Linked DNA regions of Mus musculus: all the other regions are linked to region 3. A link is a contact called in public ChIA-PET, HiCAR-type and promoter capture Hi-C data. All regions are on one chromosome and are shown on one strand. The core of a region is the stretch at or near the end of the contact, and the rest is flanking DNA. Distances in the headings are between cores, read along the strand shown. Region 1 overlaps Mbd5 (methyl-CpG binding domain protein 5). Region 2 has its middle 19 kb from the start of Gm25215. Region 3 overlaps Kif5c (kinesin family member 5C). Region 4 has its middle 65 kb from the start of Gm25215.

Region 1 (3,212 bases), core at 447-2,946, 420 kb after region 3:
AAGGTAAATCATTAACTGCATTTCCACACCCACTTGAGTTGAGGACGTCTGAGCTCATAGGAGCTACACTGACATTTCTTCATGCCTTCTCTCGTTACTATCAAGCAGGACGCAAAGGATATACAAAGATGGGGTGAGCACATCAAGGTCTCAAGGAGCGGTGGGCACTCCACAAAGAAGGGATCTAGGTCTGGAAGTGGCCAAGTAGAGTTACACCTTCCTCTGCAGGCACCAGAATCAAGTGAGCCATGGCCTATGTTTCAACAGGCTCAGCAGCAGGCACATTTTTGTTGGCAACTCTCAATTCTAGAATTGTTGCTCTCATTCCTGATCCTCTTTACTGACAGACTACACACACACACACACACACACACACACACACACACACATGCCTGGTTCTAGAGGATACTGTAGTTGATGGCTACAAGTTTACCAGGAAACTTAGGTTTCCTGGCAAAATCCAATCATAGGTTAGATTAACACATGTCTATGACCTGTGCCAATGGCAACATCTTGAGGCTCCCTAACTGTTACCCATCATGAAGCAGCCAATGGATGGGTTGTAAGTTTCAGATGGCCTAAGTAAATGGCTTGTCATTGCTATGCAGCCTGAAATAATGCTTATTTTAAAGAGATTACTAACATTATATTTATGTGTTTGAGTCTGTATGTGATGGAGAGAGAGCTTTATACCTCTCATCTCAAACTAATGGATGCATAGGTCAAACAAAGTGTGAAGAGAAAGCACATCTCTTCCTTAATCATGAGATTTACAGTTACTAGTAACAGAAATATGCACAAATCATCTCAATTTTAAGGTAGCAGAAGGAAAATAAGAAGTTAATATACTCTCTAAATTGACCAATCTTTTTAATCCTACTTTTTTTTTTTTTAATGTATGGAGTGAGGTTGCATTGCTGAATATTTTGGCTATAGTGATGGTCACTGCAACTCACAGTCAAACTCAGAAAGTTGGGGTTGGGACCTCACCATACTGCTGCTGCCACTTAATGAACCTTTTTAAGAAAACAAAAGTTACTTATCTCAGAAAAAAAAAATCCATAGCTAATACAGGCTCCCTTCCCTTAAATTCTTTTCTGCCGCCAGTCTTTTGCTTGCCTGGCAGTTTAGTATTGCTATGAGAGTTGCTTTACAATGTTCAAGAGATTTTTTTAACAAAAAAAAAGTGTTAATGCAATTTATTTTCAAAGAAACTAGAATAATGGAAAAAAATAAATTGACTTACAGTCCCAGACATTTTGTCCAGTTCGCTCATGGCCTCGTGAATAGCAGCTTCTAAATGGTTATTTAGTTTCCCACTTCTGGAAGCAATGAAAACAACATACCAAATTAACAAATTAAAGAAACAAAAGCCTCAATTTAATTCCCTAATCAGAAGACAAAAATATCAATTCTACCAGAGAAAGTCAATCTAGATTCACATCTGGGAAGTTCAGGCGATAGAGCATCGTCCTGGGGTTCCCAGCACTGAACGCTAACCATTAAAGTAACACGGCCGCTAAGGTTAGCACAGGAAGTCCCCTCCACTGTGTGTTTCTTCTGCATTTCATGAAGAGGACTGGGTCAGGAGCTCTGTGGTCTCCAAAGCTGTGCTTCCTACCAGGAAACAGGCCGTGGCCAGGACACCGAGGCTGAACTGCAAGTTCTGGCCACTAGGGAGCTCCCTCCACCCTTTCTGGATCATCTCAGCTAAGCACAATTGAGCAAAACGAAAGCTACATTTTGGTGCGTGGCTAAGAACAGCTTATTACCTCGTTACACCTGAGGCTCGGAGGCTGGTTTCGCCACAGTTCCCTTTAAACCGAAATGACGTGATCCTTTCAACAGACACACAAGGACTGTCTCAGAAGCTTCTGACTATTGCTTTCCGATCAGCATTCCATGAGTAACATCCCATATGTGCCATTTTTAAAAAAACGATATCGATGAAGCTGTTGTGCCGGTTAGGACAGTCAGGCAGTTCTCTGTGGCTATACATTCTTTGCCTACCCTACCTTATTTCTCATGTACATATGTAAATCTTACGCCACAATCTTCTAAATATGCAGGCAATCTGCTAGCATTCATCCCATCAGGACAACTGACAGGAAAGCCCTGAAGTCAGGAAACTCCTATAGTGAGCTATCTGTTACCATGGCTTCCCAAGAGTTAAGTCCTATCTATCTATCTCGGTGTCTACATGGAGGTTGGAAATTTGCAGCCGTGGGAGAAAACGCACGTTAACTTCAGTGTAATGCCTTCAGGTGAAGTCTCTCCACTTACCACAGTGTTCCCAAGGCTTTATCCACTATAGAAAACGACCTGATAACTCCTCTATTTTGTTTTCCCTGTGCTTTACAGACACTTAGTTGTTCATCTTTGAGTATTACACTTTTAGGCACACCATGAAGGCTCCACATATTTGCTAAGTGGATTTGTCCACAGTGAACATAAATGGTCCTATATCTTATTAAAACAACTGTGCAGTTAAGTCAGTTCTATTGGAAGGATAGATCAACCTACTAACTTAAACCAGTTGTAAGGACACTACCAACAATTCCCTCCAGCATGCTCTTAATGATCTTCCCCACCCTGCAAATGCAGAGAAGTTCAGGGAACAAAGTAATCCCAACATACCCACTCTCCAGAATGGGTTGTTAATAAATGACATGTTCTTATTAAGTATTCTTTTAATCAAAAAGATAAATCTAGTATTTCTACGTGGTCACTATTCTCAGTCACACTCACTCCCCTATGTCTCCCTAGCTCATGTTTTATATGATACACCATGGACAGAATCGCTTTATGTACTTATACATATAAAAAGCTGTCATGATACACAATTCATCTGTTCCTGCTCCTGTATCATCATCACCATCACCACCACCACCACCACCATCATCACTACTACTATTTTGAGATAGGGTCTTGCCAATGTCGACCTGGAACTAACTCACAATGCTAGGATGGAAGGCATGCATCACTACATCAGTGTTCCTGTATCTTTATTTGGGACATCATGGTACTTGATATAAATCTTTCATTCCTTCTCCCCAGTGCATGGCATTTTTACATATATACCTCCTGCCATTCCAGGGTTAGGGAGCCCTGCATCTTTTAGTGTGAGTCACTGTGCTGTTTGTCCAGGGAGGAGTTTGCTAAGTGTGATCCCCGGTGGCTGAGAGGAAACTCAAGTCCAGGTCTCTGGAACC
Region 2 (3,521 bases), core at 914-3,413, 320 kb after region 3:
TTGGCCTTGAACTCAGACTTCTTCGTCAGCCTCCCAGTGATGGGATTCCATGTATGTCGTGCCCTGCTCAACTTCTTGTTTGATGTCCTAACACTATGGGGAACTAAATTGTGTGTGCACAAATGTCTTGACAAGGTAACTTTGTTCAGTGGGACAACATCTCTTAATTAAAAAAATAATTTTTTAAATTAATGTGGAACACCTGAGAGATTGGATTTCATGTAACACCAAGCTTTGTGGTCATGGTAGATCCTTTAGGCTGATCACTGTACATCCCTCCCCTCTGCCTTTATTACTGAGCTTGAACTCTGAAACCGCCTTTCCCCAGTAAAAGCAGTTTAAAGCACAGTTGTATCTGCCTTTTATTTGAAGCCCCCAAAGCTTTCAGTTTAATCCATGGAGGGAATATATTGCAAATACAGCTGTCCTTTCTAAGTTCCCCAGGTAGTGACCTGTAATCAATACCTACTTAGAGAGACTATCCTGCTTCCAAATCTCAAAAGCACAAAGCTCAGTTTAAAGGAAGACTGTGTTATGGGGGTGTCTTAGTCAGGGTTTCTATTCCTGCACAAACATCATGGCCAAGAAGCAAGTTGGGGAGGAAAGGGTTTATTTGGCTTACACTTCCATACTGCTGTTTATTATAAGGAAGTCAGGACTGGAACTCAAGCAGGTCAGGAAGCAGGAGCTGATGCAGAGGCCATGGAGGGATGTTCCTTACTGGCTTGCTTCCCTTGGCTTGCTCAGGCTGCTCTCTTATAGAACCCAAGACTGCCAGCCCAGAGATGGTCCCACCCACAAGGGGCCTTTCCCCCTTGATCACTAATTGAGAAAATGTCTTACAGCTGGATCTCATGGAGGCATTTCCTCAACTGAAGCTCCTTTCTCTGTGATAACCCCAGCCTGGGTCAAGTTGACACATAAAACCAGTCAGTACAGGGGGTAAGATAAATACAGAACGGGGATTTGTTCAGCTACCGTAGTAGAGGCGGCAAGCATAGGTGAACCTCCCTTTCAAGTTCTCTAGGCACAACATCCCAGGGACCCTTTTAGGGTTTTTCATGAGTTATTTCATCCTGAGTCACTCAGAAATCTTACCAGAAATGGTATTTGGGAAATTCATTCATGGCTGCAAACATGATGAAGACACTAAGGAGTGATGGAAATGATCGTGGATGCTGTGAAAACAACCTACTACACTTTGCAAAGAGAAGCCTGCTTCTCTGTCTGCTCCCGTGACAGATTTTTCCAGACTTCATGCAGGAAAACTAGGCATGGGACACAGGAAACAGGGCTCAGGAGTGTGTGCAGACAGCCCTGTGCCCTCATCTCCTCATGAGCAGTTCACTTCTCTATGGAGCCTTTGAACTTGTCTGATGCTAACGTCTTCCCATACTCCAAAGGCTAGAATCTTCAGAGGCTCAGCTGCCAGGCTGGTGCCTAAGAGGGACAATGGCAATAGTGAGAAGTCATTCAGGGTCCTGGCACTGGGAAGAGGCAGAGACCTCGAGGAAGTCTATGAATGGCTTCTGATGCCGTTTAGAGAGTATGAAGTCTTCCTTTCTCCTTTTGCTGAAAACTCCCACTGGAACTGAAAGGAACCTCTGTCTGATTTATTTCAAAAGAGAGTCTGTAAAATAAATAAATAAATAAATATGCTGAACATTATACAAGTAGCTCCTTACTGGCTAATTTTCAGAGCTAAATATCTGAACTGCTCAAAAATACTTTTTTCTTACTATTCAAAGGGAATGAGAATGGCACTTGACATCAGATACATTTTTTAAATATACATATTCTCTCTGTCTGCTGGAAAGATTTAAGCAGGTTCAGAAACAATTTTTAGGGAGTGAGCTGGTCCCTAACAAGTGTTCATCACGACAAAGTCAACTTCAGAAAGGAACGGTGTTCTTGCCCACAGTACTCTACGGTATTGTTATTATTTGGGATCAGCAAACTCTGAGATTTCTAAGACGCAGCAGAGCCATCCTGTTTCCATGTTCATTTGCCAGGTGAAAAAGTTAGAAAGAGTATGGCAGGGTCCCTCTAGGGTCATGGCTTATTCGAGGTGTGGAATTTAGCAAGCCATATAAGCAATATGTAAAGGAAGATGTGCACCACCACCTCACTTCCTGCACATCCAGGAAGCAGGCACAAAGACGGAAGCAACCATGCTTCAGAGGTAGGTAGAGCTGCTGCAACAAGATCATTCAAAATGAGGCTGAGTCATTTAACTGACAAAGACCCATTCGGATCACTGCAACAAGCATTGAGAGCAGTGGTTCTTTTGCCTCTGGAGTGGTCTATAAAGGATCAAGGGACCCAAGAAGAACCACACATCCTAGCCACCAAGGGCATGAGAACCGCGGTGGAGTCAGGCGAGGGAGAGAGGAACTGTCACATTCGTCCAGTTCCTACCGTCAACACTAAGCTGTTCTTCCTCATCTTGTTATTTCTGCCTTTTTTTTTTTTTTAGTGTTTGCTTCCTCATCTCGTAGTTTCTGTTTCCTTTGGCCTTTCTGCTCATGCATAGACCCAGTGGCACCTTGTAATTTCTCTCAGTGCTCCTCGGCTTCAGCCCCAGATTCGGCTTTGCTTGGCCTCATTTACTGCTTCCTCATCCTGTCTTCTAAGGAGAGTTTTATAGCCTGGCTCATCCTCTCCTGTTCAGTAGCCCCTCTATCCTGTGGTCTGCCTTCTGTGGTTTCCGTTACTCATGGTTAATGTCAGCCTGGAAATTATTAAGTGGCAAGTGCCATAAATAAATAATTTATAAATTTAAAAATTGTTAGCTTTTCTTCTCTCTCTCTCTCTCTCTCTCTCTCTCTCTCTCTCTCTCTCAACGTTTCTTTTCTTCCTCTCTTTCCAGGGTTTTGCTATATAGGTTAGTCTTCAAATTTGCACACCGCCTTCCTAGTCCTGCCATGTCTTCCCATTCAGCTCTCCCTCCCCCCTTTGTCTCTGTCTCTTTGTCTCTCAGCATCTCTACCTCTCTGTGTGTCTCTCACTCTTTGTCTCTCTGTCTCTCTCCTTCTTTGATATTGTGTGGATATGGAGCACAGGGCTTTGTGCTATTGCATGCTAGAGCAGCACTTCATTACTGAACTACATCTTCAGTCTGTGTGTGTGAGTGTGTGTGTGTGAGTGCGTGTGTGCATGCGAGTGTGTGTGCATTCGAGTGTGTGTGCATACGAGTGTGTGTGCATGTGTGTGTGAGAGTGTGTGTGTGAGTGCATGTGTGTGTGTATGTAAGTGTGTGAGTGCATGTGTGTGTATGTGAGTGTGTGTGTGACTGTGTGTGAGTGTGTGTGTGTGTATGAGTGTGTGAGTACATGTGTGAGTGTGTGTGAGTGTGTGTGTGTAGGTAAGGTCTGACAGCATTGCCAAGACTGGCCTCGTCTCCTGTCTCTGCCTTCCCAATGCTGTAATAATAAGTGTGTTCCATCATGACCATCTCACCCTCAAGTTTCTTGTTGAAAGACAGCAACGTAAGATCAGACATGAGAGAACACAGAGAGTGA
Region 3 (3,291 bases), core at 107-2,606:
TGACCCAATGTCCCTAGTGGGGGCCCTTCATAATCTCGCCTGTAGAGAAGAAGTTCCACCCAGCACTTCAATTCTCTTCTCCACACTTTCCGTAGTGGTGAGGAGCCTGATGTCTACATGCAATGGCTGAACTATAAAAGACTTTCACCACACTCTTCAAACAGAACCTCTAATGCCAGAGAATGCACCAATCGCCCAGTGCCTCCTCATGTGAAAATTTCCATGCTTAGCCATCTGCTGCTACCAATCTTTTCCTTTGCCTTTTTGGAGCTGCCCTTCCAAGTAGACAGTAACCTACTCTGATAAGATATCTAAGAACAAGCCTAAGTTAACACTGACAAGAGATGGTTCTGACAGAATTCCTGAATGAGGTATATCTGGTTTCTAACTTTCAGAACTCCACTAGAAAACAAAAATGGAGACAAGGTATTGGGTTAGACCCATCTGCTAAGATGCATGGTATACAAGCTGAACCATGCAGAAAAGTAGCTTTGTGTGCACTATGTTTAACCACCAGAGGGCAGCCTTGCACCTTAGGAAGACTATGTCCCAGCAGAATCTAGCCCAGGAACGCCAGCAATTTCTGATGTTCGGTGTCCTCCCATCAGCCCCCTCTCTGCCCCTCCCACCTCCTCAAATGTTATCATTGCTGTCATTAAATCACATATTTTTCTGTGTAAACATTTGAGAACTGAGATAAAATGATATTGGGTATGAGCCCTAAATATTGGTAGCAAACATGAAGTATACAGTTTTGCGTTCCTGTATTGTGATTTATTAACCATATAAGAATTCAATACCACCTAACAATGACTGCAGCACAATACTAAGTGACCAGCAGGAAAAGCTACAATTATCAGCTGTGACTCCCCATCATGGAGGCCCTTGCTAAACGTGAGTTGGGTTGGTGACTGAGATTTGCCTCCCGATACTGCTCCCCGTTCTATCCCTCCCATAATGCAACAGCACAGATACACTGGCAGCCTTTGCCATTGGTCCAGCATGGAAGGAGGCTCTCTGAGACTACCGTGATCTGTAAGTGAGAGTCATCAATGAAATTAGCTAAGGGCATCTAGTGTCTGGAACCTAAAAATAATCCCAAAGCATGCAATTAGGTATTTAAAAATCCTCTCATCATACTTAGGATTTCCGGCAGGAAGGACCTTTAATGGCAAAGCACAGACACGCTTTGAGTTCACTAATGTGTTCCTCAGCTCAGTGTAAGATCTTAGCATAAAAATATCTTTTCTTATTGTTATCAGCAGGAGGTGCCAACGTCCCACAAATCCACTCCATGAGGTCCTGCGAGCCTTTAATCAGCCCCATGTCAGAACTACACTGCTCAACAGCAACATGTGGCTCTAAACATTAACCGTCAAGCACAGACCAGCCTAGCCGTGACTTAAAAGCTTAACCTGGCAGGGCCTGAAACCGCTGCCTTGCAGCTGCCCTAAGGCTACATAAGATTGGGAATTTCTGGTATATAGTCCCCTCTCCTGGATAAAAGTGGTTAGTGATACAGCACACTGGATGTAAATGAATAAAGACTTGACAGTTGGTGCTACAGCAGTGATCTTGCTACGAGGCAAAAGCGTAAAGATATGAAAATGAAAGTAGCTAAGGATGGGCAGAGAGGAAACACAACAGTCGGGTCCTGTGGATTGTGGAGCCACTGCAATGAAACCAAATTGGGTTCTCTAACTTTAATAAGCCACGAGTCATCTTGTTAAAACACAGAGTCCGCTTCAGTATGTCTGAGGTCAGCCTGGGGTCTAAATTGCTAATTAGCCCCAGGTGATGCAGATGACCCTGAGTAACAAGGCCTAGCCTCCTCCTGTTACACATAATTAAGTGTGGTTTACTCTTTCAGCCCCTGCTAGCTGCCTATGACTTTCAGCTGGAAGCTTTCTCAATTCGTACTGCTTGGCTGGAGAATTCTCACTGCATTGGGCTGGGGGGGTGGGGAAGGGTGGGGACTGAGACCTGGCCTGCAGCTTCTCCCAGCTGAGCCCCAGTGTGAGAGCATTGCAGGTAAGGCTAAAGAAAAAAAAAAACAAGCCACACAAAACCAACCAAGACTGGAAGATGCCCCCCAGATCTGAAAGGCAAACTGTTCCTCTCCATCCCCTCCCCCAGCCCCTGCTTCATGCGCCAGCTCTCCTTTTTCAGCATGCGCCAGGTGCAGAGTACAGCCCTGAGCCTCAGGTGCTGCAGAGCTTGACTCGGATCACACCAGTCAGGGTAGGAACAGAGAACACAAGTCTGGCTTACAGTCTTCACATCGTTGGTGCCAATAATTCCGCCTATCTCCCCCAGGTCCTTGAGAAGCAGGTTCAGGATCTCTGTGGCCCTCTTTTTCTGGTGGTTACTAAGCTCTTGCAGCTGACTCAGCTCTCGCTGGGTGGTTGTCAGTGTCGTCTGGAAAACAAAGTCAGCCACAGGTTACCAAGGTGGCCCATGAATTTCCACCTGTGACCTCCAGAGCTCAACAGCCCATGCCAGACCCAGCTCTTTAATCACTCCTCTGATCTCAGTGGAAAAGCACTCTGAAGGCTGACTGCTGCGTAGCACTTGGTTCTGATACAGAAACTTAATTCAGAGATGTTACCTTGTAAAACCAGCTATGTATTATTACTAGATATGTATTATTATTATTATTATTGGTTATATCGACGCTAGCAAAGTGAGTTACTGTAAATGAATTCAGGGCCCAGAGCAGGGCTCACTGGGTCAAGGTAAGAACTGACTCCAGCAAACTGTCCTCTGACCTCCACCCAGGTACCATGGTACGTGAACATAAAAATAAGTAAATTGTAGTAAGGCCTTTTAAATAAATAAGAGGTTGGAGAGAGAGCTCCGTCTGTAAGGTGCTTGGGGCACAAGCATAAGGACCTAGGTTTGAATCCTGGAAGCTCTATCTGGGTCTGGTGGTGCGCCATTGTTATCCCAGGACTGGAAGGATTCCTCTGGCCATTGGACAACAATCTACCATACTCAGTGAGTTCCAAAACAATGAGACTGTCTCAAAATAAAAAGACAGAGCACACTTTAAAGAAGGATGCTGAGGGCTGACTTGGTCTCTACCTGTACACACTGGCGCAAAAAGAGGCCCTACGTTTATAGGATTTAACTACATTTTCTAACTTACCAAAGGTTGTTTCTTCCCCCTTGTTCTATTTCAGGTTCCCCAGCTCCATGCTCAAACAAAAATCTCCTCCCTGGGTCCCATCCAAATACCCTGAGTAATGGGGTCTGGAATCAATAGCCCAGACAAACACTAATGAGGATAGG
Region 4 (3,542 bases), core at 686-3,185, 400 kb after region 3:
TCATACTTTTAAATGAAAGTTCTGAACTGGAATGCAACCAGATACAGAGAGTTTTCTTTGAGCTGAATTTTGATAGGTGACTTTGGAACTGCCAACAAGCCAGGATGAAAGATTAAGCAGCCGGAGCGGTCACACCGCTTCAAACAGGGCCGCTAGAAACACAGAACCGGAAGCTGCTGCACGCAGACATGAAACAAGGAGATCCTGATTTCCGCTGCTTCTCATCTGTGCATTCAGGGTTTTATGCGGCCTTGGTAGAACCTGCCTCTGACAGATACCCCTCTGACACTGAACAGCCCCCCAAACCCAGGAGAGAGAAGGGATAAAATCTTGAGGACCTGGGTCCGTTTTGATTTTGGTACCAACCTCCTTTAGCCTGCCAGGTGCCTGTCTCCTTGTTAGTCAGATAGGCTGCCTGCAAGATGGCAAGATGTCCCAGACTGTGTGGCTTAAGCAATAGACAAATATTTTTCAGTTCTAGATGCTGGACGTACAAGAGCAAGGATCAGTGGGCTCTCCTTGGCTTGCACATGGCTCTTACAGTGTCTTACCACTGATGTACGCATTTCCTAGTTTCTCTCCTTTTTCTACAAGGACAGCAGTCCTATTAGATTTCGATGGACCTTAATCACCCTCTCAAAAGGTCCTATTTCCTACTGGAAATAGATTTTTGGAGGGGACAAACACTCTGCAGTCTCCCCTTAACGTCCTCAGGAGAGGATTCTCTGGGTGAAGTTCCACCTGTCACACAGCTCCTTCTGTGTTCCTATGCCAGGTGGCTTCAGGGGTCACCTCTCTCTTGTTAGAATTATCTAGTGGCTGAAGACTGAAGAACCAGCTTTTCACATTGAACTAACTTGATTTTGGTTTCCTCACTGATGCAATCTCTAAGGAGGCCCCATAGTTCTCATCTCAAAGAATTATCATGAGAAATAAAAGAATCATTTTTAAATGTAGAGTCCAGCCTTTGAAAGATACTGAGGGCTACTGTCACCTCTTATTCAGGGTCCCTGGCTTCTGTCATTGCATCTATTTCTCTTCTGCAACAGGGTTCCCTCCTAGACATATTTGAGCTGGCCTGGAAATCGCCATCTTCCTAATCCTGACAGCCTTTCTAATACTGAGATTACAGGCACCTGTTTGCTAGGTCTAGATTCCAGCTGTCTAAATGTTCTCTCTCTTCCAGCTGCTTCCATAGTCCTTGTAGCCTAGGCATGGACATCACCCAGTGATAGCCACTTCATTCTCACCAACTTGATTTTTTTTTTTTTTTAAATACAAAGACCCATAATGAATCTTTTTTGGTGGCATTTGGCAAACAGTTCCTAAAGGAACTTAAATGCTCCCTACTCATCATTTTGTCTCATTGGTCAAGGAAACCTAGTTAGGTCTTTCTGATTGGTCAAGGGAACCTGGTTAGGTCTTTCTGATTGGTCAAGGAAACCTAGTTAGGCTTTTCTGATTGGTCAAGGGAACCTGGTTAGGTCTTTCTGATTGGTCAAGGGAACCTGGTTAGGTCTTTCTCTAATCAGGCCCCGCCTTGGCTCAGTCATCCAAATCTGGGAAAGAACCATTTTCTCGTGTACTCAGTCGTTGGACAAGGAAGGGTGAAAGCCAGAAAGGAGCACAAAGAGGCACCGTGTGCACCTGTGCTTACGTCATCACTACGCGCTACCACTTCATATCTCTGCCTTTCCCAAACATCTTAGAACAAATGACCTTTTAAAATGGCCTTTCTTTCTCTCTTCCTCTTACAGCCCTCTTAGCACCTGACTGCCCCTCTAGCCACTCTCCGGGAACTATTTCCATGCACTCCTATTTATCTTCTGGAAATTGTCCACAGAGACCTCAGTCCTTTACTTGAGCTCCTTGACCCAGTGAGACATCCTGTGTAATGGTTCTGCTGTTTCCTGTGCTGACTGCTAACCAGCCTGAGGTTCCCCTGCTATATGCCTCAGATTTCCGACTTCTGGACTTCAGCGGATTCGTAGGTATCTTAGACTGTAAGCTTCTACGAGACAGAAACAACATCTTCAAAGTGACCAGAAAGGACTGTTTAAGTGATTACCGACAAAGGCAGAATCGTAGGATGTGTATTTCCACACAGTGAGGGATCCAATTGAGGTTATGTCCCTACTTAGAATTCAGTATGAGAAGGGGTCAGAAGTCTGTCCTCTTTGGTACTGTGGATGGTTATCTGAAGGGAAAACACAACTACCTTTAGAATTCGATAGTTGGAGAGACAGGAAGCTACAAAGCCACAATGTGAAGCCAGAATTTCCTGAGTTTGATAGAGGAAATCAAAGCATGTTATAGAAAATAACCAACACTTAGTGTTTGGTGGCTATTTTCCCCTCTGAAAGATGATACTCTCTACTAGGCACCTGTAGCAAGTGGTAGCATGTGTCCTGGGTCAAGAACAGGAAGCTCAGATGATGATCTAGATTGGCCCAGGTCTGTGCCTTCAATGAAACAGGTAACTCCCACTGCCCTCAGGGACCAGAGCCAGAGATCACAAAGCTCTTTGTCAAGCACAGAGAGAATGATCTATCTGGTTCTCACCTTAGTGTTGGCTTAGTTTCAAGGGTTGGACTTTGTGTCATAGACTAATTTGAGAAATTTTGTTTAGCAGATGGAGTCTCTGTATCCAAGGCTGGTACACATTTCTTCCTTAGCTTCTCCAGTTCTGGGGATTAAAGTTGTGAGCCACCATGCCTGGCTGATATGCATATATATATATATATATATATATATATATATATATATATACATATATATATATATATATATATACATATATATATATATATATGTATATATATATATATATATATATATATGGATTGAATGAGACTCACTTTCCTATTAGATTCCTGTTCCAGAGTGGGCAAAAGAAGGTGAAGAGGCTACCAAAGCTGGATTTAGTTAAGTGAAGCTCACCTGTGTGTGCCTGTGGTAGGAGGCATATACACTGAGGGACACATGTTTGGTAGAGACATGATCTTCCTGGAGTAGAGTTGTCCTAATACCAATTACTGGGAAGGATGAAGAGGCTTTGGTCACTTTGTTGAAAGCATGAACTACTTGTTACCATGCATGAGTTAAGAACTCACAAGTCAGTTCCCTATCATTAAGAACTGATTCGAAGCCATTCTTGGTATAAAACTCAGCCTCGAAACCAGCTAGAACAAGAAATTCAATTACAGCAAATCCATGGTAATTCCCCCACCCCAATTTCACCTTTAGACTTCAAGAAATTTAGGGAGAGTTTATAATGAACAGCACAAGGATATCTTTCTTGTAAATCTCTTCACAGGAGCAAATCTTTTAAAGTCTCCTCGTGAAAAGTCTCCTCTGGATCCCCCGATGGAAAGTGAAGGGAGTATGAAGGGTAAAGGGACCGACCTCCTGTTTCATCTTTCCTACAGTCAGTAACTTCTTGTTCCGTGAAACTCCCTCCTTCCCTGCAAGCTGACTGTGGAGGCCCTCTTTCATCCTATGTGGTCGTCAGTTTTCTGCTGCTATAACAAATGGCCTTATAC

Evidence for each region. ChIA-PET counts read pairs in DNA pulled down with a chosen protein or histone mark. HiCAR-type assays count read pairs that join an accessible place to other places. Capture Hi-C pulls out chosen DNA fragments and counts their contacts.
Region 1: a contact with region 3 is called in a HiCAR-type map of Th17 cells, with 12 times the contacts expected there. The contact joins two enhancer-like sites. A contact is called at or near these places in 2 of 15 datasets of contacts at CTCF or cohesin (large pre-B cells and pro-B cells), 39 of 484 Hi-C or Micro-C datasets (the Ba/F3 cell line, CD4 T cells, the G1E-ER4 cell line and 27 more), 16 of 115 datasets of contacts at active chromatin or transcription factors (the 230-238 cell line, the NIH/3T3 cell line, PVALB interneurons and 11 more) and 3 of 9 other capture datasets (adipose tissue, embryonic stem cells and liver).
Region 2: a contact with region 3 is called in a promoter capture Hi-C map of adipose tissue. The contact joins two enhancer-like sites. A contact is called at or near these places in 4 of 39 promoter capture datasets (the C10 cell line, cranial neural crest, liver and 1 more), 1 of 15 datasets of contacts at CTCF or cohesin (pro-B cells), 4 of 484 Hi-C or Micro-C datasets (bone marrow-derived macrophages, centroblasts, pre-B cells and 1 more), 7 of 115 datasets of contacts at active chromatin or transcription factors (acute myeloid leukemia, bone marrow-derived macrophages, double positive thymocytes and 4 more) and 3 of 9 other capture datasets (adipose tissue, embryonic stem cells and liver).
Region 4: a contact with region 3 is called in an RNA polymerase II ChIA-PET map of memory CD8 T cells, with 22 read pairs. The contact joins two enhancer-like sites. A contact is called at or near these places in 1 of 15 datasets of contacts at CTCF or cohesin (large pre-B cells), 8 of 484 Hi-C or Micro-C datasets (the C2C12 cell line, LSK cells, bone marrow-derived macrophages and 3 more), 11 of 115 datasets of contacts at active chromatin or transcription factors (the 230-238 cell line, the SCID.adh cell line, T-cell acute lymphoblastic leukemia and 7 more) and 3 of 9 other capture datasets (adipose tissue, embryonic stem cells and liver).

What each region holds. Positions count from the first base shown.
Region 1 is chr2:49,311,760-49,314,971 of GRCm38.p6, reverse strand. It overlaps Mbd5 (methyl-CpG binding domain protein 5), which reads right to left. Exons shown (of 17, transcript NM_029924.2): 16 at 1,247-1,322. Among named protein-coding and RNA genes, the nearest start is that of Gm25215, 85 kb to the left of the region's middle. Within about 2 kb of position 1,696, at least 94 of the 459 cell types and tissues checked have an H3K27ac peak or open chromatin away from gene starts, as enhancers often do. A contact at or near this core is called in the G1E-ER4 cell line, the SCID.adh cell line, Th1 cells and 11 more, where this site is marked.
Region 2 is chr2:49,416,168-49,419,688 of GRCm38.p6, reverse strand. No RefSeq gene overlaps it. Among named protein-coding and RNA genes, the nearest start is that of Gm25215, 19 kb to the right of the region's middle. Within about 2 kb of position 2,163, at least 120 of the 459 cell types and tissues checked have an H3K27ac peak or open chromatin away from gene starts, as enhancers often do. A contact at or near this core is called in adipose tissue, bone marrow-derived macrophages, centroblasts and 4 more, where this site is marked.
Region 3 is chr2:49,731,831-49,735,121 of GRCm38.p6, reverse strand. Kif5c (kinesin family member 5C) reads right to left here. Exons shown (of 26, transcript NM_008449.3): 15 at 2,272-2,418. Among named protein-coding and RNA genes, the nearest start is that of Gm46738, 14 kb to the left of the region's middle. Within about 2 kb of position 1,356, at least 127 of the 459 cell types and tissues checked have an H3K27ac peak or open chromatin away from gene starts, as enhancers often do. A contact at or near this core is called in the G1E-ER4 cell line, the SCID.adh cell line, Th1 cells and 14 more, where this site is marked.
Region 4 is chr2:49,332,159-49,335,700 of GRCm38.p6, reverse strand. No RefSeq gene overlaps it. Among named protein-coding and RNA genes, the nearest start is that of Gm25215, 65 kb to the left of the region's middle. Within about 2 kb of position 1,935, at least 7 of the 459 cell types and tissues checked have an H3K27ac peak or open chromatin away from gene starts, as enhancers often do. A contact at or near this core is called in memory CD8 T cells, where this site is marked.